Regions from separate parts of the Zea mays genome. Here all the other regions are linked to region 2. A link is a contact called in public Hi-C data. All regions are on one chromosome and are shown on one strand. Each heading gives the region's core, a stretch centred on a gene start, on an enhancer-like site or on the middle of the called end of the contact. The rest is flanking DNA. Distances are from core to core; before and after follow the strand shown.

Region 1 (3,347 bases), core at 826-3,325, 760 kb before region 2:
AGGGGGTAGACGAGGACGGGCCCCTCGAACTCGAAGTCTCCCTGCGTGATGGTGTCCATGAGCAGGTCCTTGAAGCGCGCGACGCCATGCCTGGGCACGAAGAGGTTGAGCCAGGGGTGCGGCACGTCCCAGAGGCCCCGGCTCCTGAGGCTCTCCTCCTCCATCCGCACCCTGTTGAGGAAATCCAGGTAGGCCACCTGCACGCTGTACGCGTGGGGCCTCAGATAGCTCAGCTGCCCCGAGACCAGGTCCACAACCTGCAGAGGAAAATTCGGAGGCCACAAGCCCGCCGGTCGTCAACAATGGCCCTTCGCGCGGTTTACTGTTGACGACGCTAACGCGACTGGTTGCTGTTGCTGGTAGGAGTGGTATGTAGCTGTTGAGAGACTGACGTGATCAGCGGCGGAGTCTTGCTGTTGGAATTCATGCACTGCGAACTCGATGCAGTAGTAGTGGACCTTGTTGCTGCCGGCGCCGGAGGCGAAGTCCGGGCTGAAGTCGACCTGGGCGGGGAAGGCGACGGAGGAGCTGCGGAGGGACTGCTCGTTCAGGACCACGAACCCCTCCACGTAGTCCACCAGCTCCGGCATTGAGACCAGCAGCTCCTGGTCCTTGGTGAAGGTCTCGAAGCTGTCGTAGAAGGCCCTCACCCATCTCACCTAGTGATCAGTACCGCGACCAGAGGGAATGAACTAATTATCGCGACCAAGCTGTCGTAGAAGGCGTGTGCATGCATGTGTGTGTAGTGTACCTTGGGCGGAGCAAGTTGCAGCGGGATCCTTGCCCTGGTTATGATACCGAACTGGCCGAGCCCACCAAGAACGGCGAAGAAAAGCTCCGGGCTCTGGGTGGGCGAGCATGTCACCACCTCCCCTGTGCCTGCAACCGACGGGACAAACAACACATAAACAACAGAAAAGGAACAAAGGAAGCTTTCTTAGTTTCTTTCTTCTTCCACCAAAGAAAGCTAGAAAAGAGACCAATCAGGCGGGTGGCAGATGGTGCACACGTACGCGAGCAGCGAGGCCGTGCGCAAGTGCGTATACGTCCGGCATAGCGTAGGTACCTGTGACCACCTCCAGCTGCAGCACGTTGCTGATCTGCGGGCCGTGCTTGAACGCCTGCCCGCTGATGCCGCCGTTCGACAGCGTCCCGCCCACGGTCAGGTACAGGTAGTCCGTCCACGACCGCGGCGCCAGCCCGGCCCTCAGGCACTCCTCCAGCACCTCCACCCACAGCGCGCCGGCGCCCACGTCCGCGTACGCCGCGCCGCCGTCCCCGTCCCCGTCCCCGTCCCCGCGCCGCACCACCTCCACGAGGCGCGGCAGGGCGCGCGTCTCCACCACAATGCCGCCGCGCGCCTGGGCCTGCCCGTGCAGCGAGTGCCCCGCGCCACGCGCCGCCACGGCCGCCTTCGGGCGGCGGTCCGGCCCCGCGGAGGACAGCGCGCTCAGGAGCCGCGCGATGTCGGCGGGGGACCCGGGCTGCATCACCGCGACGGGCGCATCGGAGACCACGGCGCCGAAGTCGTGCGCCGCGGAGGGCGTCGGATCCTGGAGCGCCACGGAGCCCAGCACGTCGGAGGGGCTCTGTATGAAGTTCGCCGAGGAGCAGAGCAGTAGCGCCACGGTGGCAGCGTACATGTACAGCACCTTGTTCAGCTCCATGTGGCTAGGCTAGCAGTAGCTTGGAGTTGGAGAGTTCACAGGGGCAGTATGCGCATTTGGTTGCCGCTTGCCGGTGGTCGGGACCAAGCTAGACGTACGGGAGAATAAGGTGGCGACGTCCCAGTCAAGATCGATCCCTGGGTTCCCACAAGAACTGTGGACGGATGGAACAGGGAGGGAGAAGCAACGGAGATAAGAGGCGTGACGGGGCAAAGACATGAAGCTCGCCGAGGAGTGCGTTTATTTACACATAGCCGGTGACCGGTGTCGTCGCTGCCGAGGCCGGGCCCCAAGAATCTAATGGAAACCGGGGTCGGAGTACGCGGGCCCGCGTTTTACTTGGCTTCGCAATTCCGTGGTGATCGCTGATCTGGGGATATACTAAACAAGAAACATGTCTATATTGGACGAGTGCCATGGAATAATCATTAGATACACTGATGCTGATGCTCCGCCTCCTGCACGCTACTGGAATAGTAGTATTGAATATTTGAATAAGTAAACAGCTAAATTTCATACACCGTGTTTTTAGGGTACATTTGGTTGAGGAGCAGAGAGGAATGGAACGACTCTATTCTTATTTTTTTCATATTTGGTTTCCAACAGAGGAGAGCAGAGTGACTCTTGGAATATATATATGACAAATATTTAAATGCTCTCGCTCCACCAAAACGACGGAATGCGAGTGCTCTCGCGGACGTGAGCGCTCTCCTCCCTCTATTCTACTTCACACTCATATGGCTCTCCAACCAAACAACGAACGTAGCGGTTCCACTCTATTCAACCCTTGAACCAAACAAAAAATGGAGCGGTTCCGTTCTGCTCACCAAACACAGAATAAAATGGCTCAATTTCTAGAAACGGAAATGGAGCCGCTCCATTCCAGTTGACTCCTCAATCAAACGCACCCTTAATTTCCGCGGAGACCAGAACTAGACTAGTCTCTTCTTCGCTCATGGTAGCTGTTGAGAAACCCTAATGAAGGGTTATGTGGGCAAATACCGAATATGCCCCTGAGGGCGATCACGTCTCTATATATAGAACATGTACCCCCTCACATGGGATAGAGATCAGAAAGAGGCCAGAGGCCCAACCCTATATCATGTGTCTCGTGTGTTTCCACTGTCGTGCTTATGGGAAGGGAGACGGGTTCTCTACAGCTTCTTGCGCCTCTACTGCTGACGGGAGGGAAGGGAGCGGATCTGGTGATCCGTGGTAACGTAGTTCTCAACACGTTATCAGCACTCTCTACCTCGACGTTGCTGCGGCGAGATCAGATCTGCATCAACTCTCTGTCAAGTCGACAGGTCCCCGGCCTAGCCGAACTCTCCTACGCGAGAGACTTCGATTTTTCCTCTACGAAATAGATCGGTATGTTTAATGTTCTTGATACGGACTGTGATCCATGCACGATAAACTACCATCGCCGATGTGCTTCTACGCACGTGCCAGCTAGCCCACGTCGGATGATGTGCCTGTGTCGTGGTCGTTCATGCCCACGCGCCAGAAGTCGCGCACGTCTGCTAGAGGAACCCGTTCTGCCTGGCCGATGCGTTTCCCACCATCGCGTACCAGACCCGCTTCGCGCTCCGTACTGGCCCTTGCAGCTTGATCCGTTGCAATAGCGAAAGAGGAGAGGCTGTTAAGCTTCTGGTCAAAGCGGCACATAAAAAGAGGAGT
Region 2 (3,394 bases), core at 645-3,144:
CATACTTAGATGCTTCTGGGATAAATTCCAGCGTGAAGCTAACTAACTAAACAACCAGACGGGTAGTTCTGTTTGCAGCTGTGCTACGACGCACATGGAGAAACAAACAATGCCTTGACACTAGATAGATATCCCATGTCGCAGATAGGACCTGTTTTCTCAAGAGAAAGTTGTCAAAGATTTCGGCTTTTTTTAGTGTAAAATTGTCTTCTTGAACCCGAGAAACCTAGTTATGTATGCCTCTGTTTTGACCTCAAATTTGGCTCAACGGCATATAAATGATCAAGTCAACCAGTCAAGCTTTGTTTTCCTCTCCTGTCCGCCTCCAAGTGCCTTCCAAGAAAATTCTAGATCGATGCATGCCCATTGGTGTGGCCGTGTGGGGGGGCCCTACTTTGCATTTTAATTCCATTTTCCTGGGCTGCTCTCCTGTTCCAGTTTGGAAAGAAGTGGGGGCACACATAGTACATTGTGACAACAGCTGACTGAAACAGCTTCCGGAACAGCTCATAGAGTTTTCAGATGGACATGGACTTCTCAGATGGATTTCACAAATCACACCTATGAAGACTTGACTGAACTGAAGGGTGATTGGGTTAGGAATGGGGGCACATGAGGAACCGGACCGGACAAGGGAAAGAGGGGAGGGACAGGTGTCTCTCCTCTCATCCATCAACTTGCAGAGGCAAAACGAAACCCGTTAGTTGATCCGAGGAGGAAACTAATAAGAGCAGGTGTACTTCTCTGTCCGGGATATATTTATTTATTTATTTCTAGAGCGAAGGCATCCGTCTGGGGCCCTCCGTTTCAACCCAAGAAGTGAAGGGAGCTTTGGGGTTTCTTCCGAACAGGAAAGCAAACCCGAAGAAGGTGCAGCATTCCGTCGCCTAGGGAATAAACCAACAGGCAACCGGAGCAGGACGAGAGGAACGGCGGAAGGCAAAATAAAGTTCTCAAAGGTCATGCCGATCAACACCAGAGGCGCATGCGATCCGAACGAACCGCTCCCAGCAGAAGACGGAGCGATACCAGATCCCCTGCATTACCAATCCCAATCCCAGTGAGCTCCGACTCAACTCAAATCCGACGATCCCTCGTCTCACCCCCCAGACAAGAAAACACTGTAGATGTGAAGGGAATTTAGCCAACGACGGCGATAAGATGAGATAACCACCCTTGTGTCTTCACAGCGGCGAGAAGCTCGAACCCCCAGACTGAAAGGGAGAAAAAAGTCGCTTCTTTCTCCAATTTACTCGAAACCCCGGCCGATGCATCCGAAGCAGCAGCTCGATAGTTTAACATCCCCTCCAGAAAACAAACAGTGCCTTGCTCTACTCCTCCTACCCTGCCTTTACTTTACTGTTACGGTTACGGGCGGTGGCCCTTATTATTACCCTAACGATTTCCCATCATGCGGGCTCCGCTCAAGTTTCAACCCTTTTAATCCATACAGCAGCAGTTCACCGACGAGTCCGCCGTTAGATTAGATGATGATTGTGTACAGACACATGGCATGAGTATATATATGGATACGTAATGGGTGCCCGCGTTTATCACCCAATTTTATTTTCCCCCGCAGCTGTGATTGCCGCCGCAATTTTATTACCGAAAGATCCAAACTGAAGCAAAGGCTAGTACTGCCGCGCTAAGCTAAGCCAGAGAGAGAGAGAGGGGGACAAGAAAATAAAGCAAGACTGCAAGAGGAACGGAACAGGGCAGGGCCCGGGTGTCTGTGTACCTCTCGCCTCGCCACCAGTTCACCGCCTCCTGCGATGCGCCGCTTGCGGGACAGCGCCTGTAGAAAGGGAAGGGGAGAGGGCAGATTCTTTTGCTCGCTCAATCGCCTACGGATTTTACAGACCCCCCGTGGCCGTGGGTTCGCTCTGCGTGCGTAGCCGTCCATGTCCGCTGGTGTCCCTTATATAGGCGTGGGCGGGCCAAGGATCGAGTTCGGACTCTATGCTGCTGCAGGTGGGCCCTGCCTATGTTCGACTTGTTAAAGCGGACTCGTCATAGCGAGATCTTCTTTGAGCCCCCTGGTTTAACGGTGCCTTCGGTTGACTCCTTGTTAAAGCGGACTCGTCATTATTAGACAAAAAAACATATATTGGCACCAAAAACTGTGCGTGTTCCTATTTGGATGAAAAGAATAAAATATACGGGTGAAGCCTATAACTGAGAGTGAGAGTGATATAAAAGTAGCGGACTAAAACTAAAGTGTCATTTGTTTCAGGAACTGTAACGTAAATGACAATGATAACGATTCGCACTCAAGTGACAGTGATAACAAGTTTGAATAGTCAAGTATCTATTTTTAGTGTAGTATCTAATTACGTTGGACTTAAACAAACATGTTTTAACGTTATCTATTATCCATCATGTTACAATTATGTGAATCAAACAGCTTCTAAGGTGTTGTTTGGTTCATATATCTGTAACGTGATGTTTAACTGATAATGTTAAATCATGTTTGTTTAAGTCTAACTGTAGTTATATACCACACTAGAAATTGATATCGGCTTATTCAAACTTATTACTGCTGGTACTAAAGTGTGAATCATTGTCGCTGCCATTTAGGTTAAATTTCGTGAACCAAACAACACCTAAGAGCATCACCAACACCTAATAATCTATACCCATTATCCAATGTCTAATGTCTATATATTGGGCTCATCCCAAAAGTCTAAATGCCCCCAAAAAACATATCCAACTCCAACAGCTCCTTAAAAATGTCCCAATACAAAATCAATCATAGGGTTGGCGCTGGCTCGACTCTAAATCTGTACCACGAGGCTCTGGTTTTGAGGCACCGAATAAATTTAGAGCACATATTAGGAGTTGTTGGACTGTGCTTTTTACCTTTGCCTCTAAATTATTGTTTTGAGAGTGTCCATTGAGAACCGTTGGAGATGCTCTAAGGTGTTGTTTCGATTCACGTGTTGTTACCGAAATGGTAACGGGATCCCTTGCCGGCGGTAATGGTTACTTGATGTAATTAGATTGCATAGTAGTACCTGGTACTACTGGAAAGAGGTCAACCAAACAATAGTATCGGTCTCATTACCCTTGTAATCCGTTTGTGTTACATTTCGGTGAACCAAACACCACCTAAGTGTAATGCATTGAACCAAACACCATCTAAGAGTAATGCATATGTTTCTTAATAAGGTATTTTGGTTTGTTAATAAACTAGTTAGTTATATGAGGAACTTCCTCCATTTCAATTCATAATTTGTTTGATTTTTAATCTAAAGTTTGTTTGAACATCTCAGTTTTTAAAAATAATAATTATTATTATTAACTTTTACTATAATATCGTTTATCATATAATATACTTTTAAATATGGCATTGATTTTTCTTCATTTTTCAAAAAAAATGAATAAGATAGGAGAT
Region 3 (3,526 bases), core at 687-3,186, 830 kb before region 2:
CACTAGGATACGTAAGTTTGTAGTCGACGATCATAACCTAGACCAGCGATGTCAGCTGATGATTAGTTGGTCTATGCTGTACAGCGACGCTACAAGAATATTAGGCAGCACAGAGACGAATCGAAACGTTTACCTTTCTCAGAGGCACAAGAGCAAATAGGCCAATGAAACTGACAAGGAAGAGAAACCCTATCATCCATCCGATGTGAGGGTTTTTGACATTCTGAGGATTGTCAGCCTCTGTTGCTTGCTTGGCGATGGTTTCGCTCATGCCAAACAAGTATGTACCAAACCCACCTGTCAATCAGAATGGATTAGTACACAATTTAGCACATCTCTTTTCACAAAGAGACGATGGGAGGGAGACGGTGACATTGCTCCTGCCTCCCCTTGATAAAAATATAGAAGGGAGAAAATGAAGAAAAACATAGCATCAATAAGTAACAAACAATGTTGCTTTATTTTTTTTTTCTCAAGCAGAAGGCAAAAGATTTGCTGTGGTATTAATAGAATGAAGCGAAACCCAATTTATAAGAGAAACCGGGCAAAAAAAAAAAAACAGTGCAGAACACCCTGCACAACTTGGTCAGGAGACCTGCACCAAAATTAATTGAGGGAGTTGTAGCACATCATTCGCAACAAGAAATTAGTTGTGCAACCGCATAATATATTAAATATGTCCCCAGACATGCTAATTAGGCAGAAAGCAACACGATGGTCGATTGTAGTTAGCCTTGCTTTACAATGAACTAGTCCAGTTAAAAGAACAACTCAAAAGAGTCAATTTTTTTTTAAAAAAAAAACTGTAGCCAAACAATAACAAAACCTGCATGTTGCTTAAACATCAACAAAAAAAAGAGTCAGGTGCGCTTGAAATACATGTAGCAACGTCACATCCGTGGGATACATCCCATCCCATCCCATGGCATTAAAATAATTAAGATCACTCGGAGTCTCGCCGTTCTGGATGCTAGGTCGTGTATTTCAGCTCGAGGTTGTCTGAATTCAGACGTGCTTCGAGTTAGATCTTGGCTTGCGTGTACCATCTTGATAACGTGTTATATAATCATCAACATGCTAAAAACATCTTCTTCTTTTTTGTGGTAACTGGCTGCGAGATTTTTCCTATCGAAGTTGACCCCAATACTAAATTGTTCGCCATGTTCGTGACGCCATGCTTCCTACTCTACTCGTATGCTAGGATATAAAGAAATCTCACTGCAAACCATTTACAAAGTGGTCATACAGTATCCCCTCAAAGGGGGGGGGGGGGGGGGGGGGGGGGGGTGCTCATACAGAATCACAAATCTGTGTACCAGACGTTAATTATCTCGAGTCCAAGCAGAAGAAGAAGAGGAGGAGGTAGCATACCGCTGAAGGCGATGTCGTAGGCTGCGACGACGCAGGTCTGGATGACGGTGTTCTCCTGGCGCGTGAAGGGCTGCCTGAGGAGGCCAACCCTCTCGATGGCGGCGGTCCAGAGGCGTACGAAGAAGAAGCCGAGGAGCCCCGCGGAGACGTTGAGCGAGGGGATGATCCCCGTGGTGAGGTTGAGCTTCATCACGATGACGCTGAACATGATGGCCAGGAAGAAGCTGACCACGAAGGCGCGCACCGTCAGCTGCTCCCGCCACGACGGAACCGCCTGGTCCGCGAACGCGCGCTCCACCGACAGCGCGTTCCCCTCCCCGTCGTCGTCGGCGGCGGCGGCGACCCCGTTGTTGGCCTGGCCCTCCTCGCCGCCGTCCTTGGCAGCGCTGTGGCGGTGCCGGAGAGTGCTGGCCTCCTCCAGCGCCTCCTCGCCGCCGCCGCCGCCGGCGGCTGCGGTGGTATGCGGCGCCATCTCTGGTTGGGCGGCGCACTGTTCAGACTTTCAGAGTTGTAGCTTGTAGCTCTAGCCCTCTACAGGCAGAGCCAGAGCAGGCCGTAGGCTGTGTGGACTGACTGGTGCGCGGGCCTTCGAGGTGGTGCCAGTATTTATCGTGGATGAGGTTGGGTTAGGAATTTGGGATGGTTCCTGCGCGTGCGTGCGGGTGTGAGGTCCACACACTGGGGCCGTTCGTTTTGAATCGGAGGACAGAGATGGCGTCGGGTAGTGTGATGCAGGCTGGTTCACATGCATGGCGTTGACCCGCTGACCGCGGTTATTTGCGTAAAACAATGTTTCTTTCTCTCTCTCTCTCGAAACGGTTGGGTAGTGACAGTGATGAATGATTTTTTCCCTCTGTCTCTGTTGATTGGTGAGATGGCATTGTAGACGTAGAGGTAGAGTATTGCTCCTACTTCCAATTATCTTCATCAGTTTGTTGGATGTTTTGTGCCAACTTTCGTGGAGTCAGAATGTCTGATCGAAGTGTCTGCCTACCTGACGTTGGCCATTGTGAAGTACCTGTGCATAGAGTGAGACACGGGGGAGAACTCGGTATGACCGTATGAGTATGACGAGACATGGGCGGCGTCCATCATATTTCAAGTCTCGCGCGTAATGCGTCTACTGATCGCTGGCGGTCTATCCCGTATTCCCGTTCAACTGTTCACCATTGATTTGATTCTGAATAGCTTCTACAGACTCGATTCGCTGAGACCTGAGAAAGACCGGGCTGGTGGTTTAGGGCCCTTGTGGAACTAAAGTACTCCTTCCGTTTCTTTTTATTTGTCGCTCCGTTTCTTTTTTTATAGGCTCTAGTTAATATCATGGTTTATAGAAACAGGGACGGACACAGATTCGGGCCACTCACTCCGTGGGTCGGGACGTGATCTATATACCTCCATTAATATTTATTGTTTTTAGATTAAGATGTATTGAAAAATATTATATCTAATCTAATACATCACCTCGGGACGTGACCGGATCCTTTATCCGTCCCTTATAGAAATACCAGAGTATTCTACGTCATAATGTGTTTCGTTGCATTTCTAAAAACTATGTTCTCAAAATCATAATATTCTAGATATGTATCATGGTATTTTGTGAGTATGGAAAACTTAACTTACAATATTGTATCGTCCAAACAATGTTTCCAAAAACCCCAAGTGGACTTACCCTGTCGTTTCAGGGCACGCAACGGTAGCAACTTCTGTTATGAGGGATGCCACATTCGCTTAGGCCCTGCCTCACCGGTCACCATTGCTTGGTGGCCAGTGGCCTCTTGCTTGTTATAGGCAAGTAGGGCTTACCAATTCCTATTGCTGGCTAATTTCGAGTCTAGGATTTGAAAATGGAAACACATGTAACTAAACATAGCCAAAATTTTAGTCATACTGTTTGCTAGTTTAGAGACTAAAAGTAATTAAGTTTTAGTCACTAAAGTTTAGAAGATGAGAACCAAATACCCATTAGCCATGTACATTGTAGCGAGGTCAGAAAAAGCGACAGGCACATGGTCACGAGTGTGTTATGAAAAAGATAAAAAAAATGGGTTGAAAACACAATGCTTTGTTCTTTAATATTAAATAGATATAGAGATTAAATATATAGTTGAGACGATAGAGATAACAATTAATAGCCATAGGGCTAGAAGCCTAG

Evidence for each region. A called contact is a pair of places that touch in the nucleus more often than the background predicts.
Region 1: a Hi-C map of tassel shows a contact between it and region 2, with 5 times the contacts expected there. The contact joins the promoter of LOC103641859 here to the promoter of LOC100278127 in region 2. A contact is called at or near these places in 3 of 25 Hi-C or Micro-C datasets (bundle sheath, ear and tassel).
Region 3: a contact with region 2 is called in a Hi-C map of bundle sheath, with 4 times the contacts expected there. The contact joins the promoter of LOC100505456 here to the promoter of LOC100278127 in region 2. A contact is called at or near these places in 6 of 25 Hi-C or Micro-C datasets (bundle sheath, ear, endosperm and 3 more).

The regions. Positions count from the first base shown.
Region 1 is chr10:134,369,471-134,372,817 of Zm-B73-REFERENCE-NAM-5.0, reverse strand. LOC103641859 (cytokinin oxidase11) reads right to left here and starts at 2,075. Exons shown (of 5, transcript XM_008665170.2): 1 at 1,067-2,075; 2 at 752-879; 3 at 393-659; 4 at 1-257. The coding sequence starts at 1,667.
Region 2 is chr10:133,609,998-133,613,391 of Zm-B73-REFERENCE-NAM-5.0, reverse strand. It overlaps LOC100278127, which reads right to left and starts at 1,894. Exons shown (of 3, transcript NM_001151505.2): 1 at 1,739-1,894.
Region 3 is chr10:134,441,354-134,444,879 of Zm-B73-REFERENCE-NAM-5.0, reverse strand. LOC100505456 reads right to left here and starts at 1,936. Exons shown (of 6, transcript NM_001198539.2): 1 at 1,372-1,936; 2 at 134-297; 3 at 1-37. The coding sequence starts at 1,843.